Linked DNA regions of Xenopus laevis: region 2 is linked to region 1. A link is a contact called in public Hi-C data. All regions are on one chromosome and are shown on one strand. The core of a region is the stretch at or near the end of the contact, and the rest is flanking DNA. Distances in the headings are between cores, read along the strand shown. Region 1 holds the start of prkca.L (protein kinase C, alpha L homeolog). Region 2 overlaps prkca.L (protein kinase C, alpha L homeolog).

What was found. A called contact is a pair of places that touch in the nucleus more often than the background predicts.
Region 2: a Hi-C map of the XL177 cell line shows a contact between it and region 1, with 4 times the contacts expected there. The contact joins the enhancer-like site here to the promoter of prkca.L in region 1. A contact is called at or near these places in 2 of 4 Hi-C or Micro-C datasets (the XL177 cell line and the XTC cell line).

Annotation. Positions count from the first base shown.
Region 1 is chr9_10L:53,898,509-53,901,472 of Xenopus_laevis_v10.1, forward strand. prkca.L (protein kinase C, alpha L homeolog) reads left to right here and starts at 1,683. Exons shown (of 17, transcript NM_001093673.1): 1 at 1,683-1,910. The coding sequence starts at 1,726.
Region 2 is chr9_10L:53,998,363-54,001,093 of Xenopus_laevis_v10.1, forward strand. It overlaps prkca.L (protein kinase C, alpha L homeolog), which reads left to right. Exons shown (of 17, transcript NM_001093673.1): 10 at 120-293; 11 at 657-748; 12 at 2,562-2,624. Among protein-coding and RNA genes, the nearest start is that of cacng5.L, 24 kb to the right of the region's middle. Within about 2 kb of position 1,454, at least 1 of the 7 cell types and tissues checked has an H3K27ac peak or open chromatin away from gene starts, as enhancers often do.

The DNA of each region.
Region 1 (2,964 bases), core at 433-2,932:
GACAAAGCCATGGTATTACAGGTTTCTTACATAACCAGAAATGTCTTCTGATGTTGCAGGGGGTATATCAAAACTGTGCAGTCTGCTTTATATGTCACATCTCATAGAATCAGCTCATCTACATGTGTGCCGGGATCTCAGCTAAGCTCAGTCCTGTCTTCATGGCCCAAAGTATGCGTAGAAGTGCCCACATAAAAACATTTGTAGGTAGAAGGGTTGTGAGATAAGGTGAGATGGGAACTGTAGAAGAAGCAAGAAGTCTATGGAGATACAGTGGGTTAAGATTGCCCTACCTTATTGTTAAATGCTTGGTCCAATATATTGCTGCCCCTATATCTTGCCCTAAGGTTGTTCTGTTCCCTTCTAGATCCTGCCTGTGTTCCTTTATATGGTCATAGAACTTCTCAGTGACTTTTAATATCCTTATAATTTACAGTAGGGGGTACATTATCCCTTATAATACATGAGTGATACTCAGATTTCCCTGTATAACTCAGCCTTGTGCCTTTATATGGTCACAGAACCCCCCAGTGACTTCTAATATCCTTATAATTTACATAGTGGTGCTTCTACAATGAGACAAGGTTAGACTCTTGCCTCTGATTGCAATGCCCTGCACCTTAACAAAGGTGCCAAAATTATGGTTATTATACCTAAAATTTGGCTGTTCTAGTAGTCTTCTACTACACTTTCGAAATGGCATTCAGGGTGACCAGCAAGCCACCACAGGTGGCAGAGGGGCCACGATCATCCCTGCAGCCTTGTACCCTTATATGGTCACAGAACCCTTCAGTCACTTCTAATATGCTTATAATTTACAGTAGGGGGTACATTATCCCTTATAATACATGAGTGATACTCAGAGTTCCCTGTATAACTCAGTCTGCAGCCTTGTGCCTTTATATGGTCACAGAACCCCCAGTGACTTCTAATATCCTTATAATTTACAGTAGGGGGTACATCATCCCTTATAATACATGAGTGATACTAAGAGTTCCCTGTATAACTCAGCCTGCAGCCTTGTGCCTTTATATGGTCAAAGAACCCCTCAGTGAATTCTAATATCCTTATAATTTACAGTAGGGGGTACATTATCCCTTATAATACGAGTGATACTTAGAGTCCCCTGCTTGACTGCAGCCTTGTGTTTTTAAATTGTCACAGAACCCCTCAGTGACTTGACTCCTAGTATGCTTATAATTTACAGCAGAGGGAGGGTAAATTATCCAATACATATTCAATGCAGGTTGATGAAGGATGAGAGAAGTCGCAGTACCACACAGAACCGCCAGGTGCCGCTGACACTTCGTTCTCATGCTATGGCACAACGCAAAGAGATAAGCCTAACGCTTATTGGGCGGGGTCAGAAGCTCAAATGGGCGGGAGGTATAGACACCATGCCAAGGGGAGGGGCAAATGGAGTAGCAAAGACTTAGGGGACTTTAGGCGCAACGTGGTAACGTCACTAAGCGGGTTGCTTGGGAGGAGGTCCCTGCGTTGCGGACAGTGAGTTACAGACAGGCCGGTGCCAAAACTAGGGAATGGGTGGGCTCTAGAAAGTGTTTCCCAAGTAGGGGGCGTTCCCGGGCACGGTAGAGGTGGGGTTAAAAACGTCACGGGGCGGGGAGCAGGGCATGGAGGCGGCTCCCCAGCCCGGAGCTGTCAGTGGGGCAGTGGTTGCCCGTTTGGATTCGGACTTTTCCCGGTACCGGAGAACCCAGCACCATGGCTGATGTCTTCCAGCACAACGACAGCACCTCGTCCTCATCCCCCTTACAGGACGTGGTCCAGCGCTTTGCCCGCAAGGGGGCCCTTAGACAGAAGAACGTGCACGAGGTGAAGAATCACAAATTCATCGCTCGCTTCTTCAAGCAGCCAACGTTCTGCAGCCACTGCACCGACTTTATATGGTATGTATCAAATGTACCTTACTGGCCCCTGATATACTCCTGCTGCTCACTGTGCACACCAACTGCCCCCTACTATATACCTATATTACCCCTGAACCCAACTCTACACCCACAATCAGCCAACATTCTACACATACTTGATATAGTAAGTAGCACAACTGCCCCTCACATAACTCTACTGTCCCTTTGTGTCCCTATTGCCCCTGTACCCTTAAGTAGCAAACATTCTGCAGCCACTGCACTTTATATGGTAAGTACCCCAACTGCCGCCTCTTATACCCCTAGTGTCCCCTCATATAACCCTAGTCCCCCTGTATTCACAAGCTGCTCAGCTTCTGCAGCCACTACCCAGTGATCCCCAACCAGTAGCTCGTGAGCAACATGTTGCTCTCCAACCCCTTGGATGTTGCTCTCAGTGTCCTCAAAGCAGGTGCTGATTTTTGAATTCCAGGCTTGGAAGCAATTTTTAATTGCATAAAAACTAAGTATAGTGCCAAGTAGAGCCTCTTGTAGGCTGCAGTTCCACATAGGGGCTACCAAATAGCCAAGCACAGCCCTTATTGTGTTGCTCCCCAACTCTTTTTACATTTGAATGTGGCTCACGGGTAAAAAAGGTTGGGGACCCCTGCACTACACCAACTTTGTATGGTACATACCACAACTGGCCCCAATGTACCTCTACTGCCCTTTATACCCACAAGCAGCCCACCTTCTGCACCCAATGTGGTAAGTACTCCAGCTGCCCACCCTACCTATTTATACTGCCTGTTACCTGCCCTGAATGTTTCCTATTTCTCTTTTGCCCTATCTGTTGCTACTGTCTCTTTACTTACCATTACACCAATGGCAGCTGCAACCACATATTCCTGCCAACACCACTGCCACTATAATGGCCCCAGCTTAAAGGAACAGTAACACCAAAAAATGAAAGTCTTTTAAAGTAATGAAAATATAATGTACTGATAAAATGGGTGTTTACTTCAGAAACTATAAAATAGTTATAAATATATATATATATAAAATAGTATATCTATTTATATCTATCTATATATAT
Region 2 (2,731 bases), core at 204-2,703, 100 kb after region 1:
GCATTCCTTCTCTGTATATTTATTTGGGAGTTACCATATAACCAGTGAGTGAAGGTGGCTGAGCCAATGGCTTGAGGGTCTGTATCCCACGTTTCAGTGAAAGTGAAAATCATTTCCAGGTTATGTTGGCAGAAAGGAAGGGGTCAGATGAACTGTATGCTATTAAGATCCTGAAGAAGGACGTGGTGATCCAGGATGATGATGTGGAATGCACAATGGTGGAGAAACGAGTTCTGGCGCTGCAGGAAAAACCCCCCTTCCTCACACAACTCCACTCCTGCTTCCAGACAGTGGTAAGTCTTATAGGGTCCTCATGGATTAGCCATATGGCTAGTGGAAGCCATGTTTCCCACCTCTGTCCACATTGTCAGGGTGTCTTCAAGGGCATAATCATGCTGTGCTGCCAGTAACCAGATATATGGCACAGGTGCCCTGCTTTGGGCTTATAAAGTGGCACAGTTATGGGTACTATGACCCCAGCCCAGTCAGAACAATTATCCCCAACCCCAGATTGATAACCAACAAACAGTTCTGTCCACTCACCTGCCGTAACAATACTGAAAACTGACTTCTGATTGGTTGGCTTGTGGTATAATTGACAATGGTTTAGTCCCTCCTTTGTGGACTTCTCTGAAATGATTTTTCTTCTTCATTAGGATCGCCTGTACTTTGTCATGGAGTATGTCAGTGGAGGGGATCTGATGTATCACATCCAGCAAGTGGGCAAATTCAAGGAACCCCAAGCAGTGTAAGTTGTCTTATAAGATAAGACATGTGCTTAGATTGGGGTAATTTCCCAGGAACACTTACCCTCCCAGGGTATTTCCAGCCACCTGTGCCTTGCTCATGAGATAATATAGTCAGTTTTGTGCTTCAGTCCATTGCAAGTAAGTAACAGGGCAGGCAGGCTCGGGCACAGGGGTGCTCAGCAATGTGTAAGTTGCAGAGCCAGGCTGGGGGTATTATTGGGCATGTCGAACCCCTTTGCAGCTTTCCCTTCGAATCCACCCTGTAAGTACCAGTATGCAGGAGAGATAAAGATATATATTTTCAGATACTGGCAGGTATCACAGAGTCACTTACATGTAATTAATATGTATAAAATAAACCCTCATACAATTTTTTCTTATTATTTTATATTATAGTTTTAGCTCCGAGCTCAGAGGTTGCCCACAGGGTGTGGAGGAGGGGGTTAGGTAGAAAGGCTGGAAAGGAATTGAGAAAGGATTCTCATAGAGGTGGGGAAAGGTCAAGTTTCCAGCACATTATTAGATGCCAATTAACTGTAATTAAAGGTAATTAGTCCAAATTGCAGGACTAGCATGCAGATACTTGGAAATGTCCCTGGCAAGGGCATGATGGGAGTGCACTTAGAAGAGCCAGTGGCGTAACTACCAGGGATGAGGGGGGTGCCATCGAACCTGGACCCGTACCCTCTTGGGGCCCGCCAGAGCTGCCATAATGGTTATCGCGGACAGCTGGGCAGGGGGAGATTTTACAGCACGCATGTCGGCAGTACTTTAGCGCGCAATTCATAGGGGGAAGGCACAATAGGGGGGCCCAGGTGCCCATCCTGTACCAGGGCCCACCGGCGAGTAGTTATACCACTGAGAAGAGCCACACCAGGGGAATATGTGCACGGCACCGAATTGCCTGCCATGATTAATGCCATATAGCAGGGTATATACCAATCAGTGTCGGGGCAAAGGATATGCAGCAATATGCAGATACAGGGTCAAAAGATTTTTATACACAGAAATTATAGGCACTTTTATCATTAGGGAGAACCCTGATACCCCTAGCTTGGAAATTCGGTGCTTGTGGGTCCCTAGTATCACACACAATAATTACCCATTAATAATTACTATTTCTAGTATCTGACATTACTTAAAGGACACCCCCCTTTGCCTCGCAGTAGAATTAATATCCAGTTTCCCCGCATGCTCTGCCCTAACCTGTTACTAAAACGAGTCAGATGTTTCCTAGAAGCGGCCAGGGGCTGATTACGCACCAGGACGCTAGTAGTTGAGTCTGATGGTAATTACTTGTGTCACAATGTTACTGTTCAGAGCGCAACATTAGCTTTCAGCGGGCACGCGCCCAGGACACTGATTGAGGGGCCTTTGCTGTGGCTCCTGTACGGCTGAGAGCTGACCTGTGAGTGAAGGTAGGATGGGGCTCAGAGTGTAGAGAAACAACGCAAATCATCACGTTGCTATGGAGATCTGGCACCCCAAGGGGTCAGGGTGTTATACACCTTCTGCCATATAATGTGGGGGTTCAGTGGGTTCTTAAATATTCAGTTGATTTAGGTTCTGAGCACAGTGTGGGGCAAAAAGCTGGTAAGGCTGTGAACCCATGGCTTAGTAGGTATTTGTGAACTACAACTCTTTGCAGTCTTAGCCTGGAGCCCTTGTTAAATTAGACTTTCTGCTGTCCCCATCCACCTCTTCCTCCTTCAGCAACAAATGATGAACCAAAGCCCAGTTCTCTTACCATTCACTAATGGGTTAATTGTATCCCAGTTACGGATCAGTAACCTTCTCTCTCACTCCCTGCAGGTTCTACGCAGCAGAGATATCTGTTGGCCTGTTTTTTCTGCACAGGAAGGGGATCTGCTACAGGTGGGTGACTACTATATAAGGGCCACACACTTCAGCATAAAATCTGTCCTAATTAGACTGTATGCTTTTTAGAACAGCACCACTTTTCCCTGGTTCTGACCCTGTGT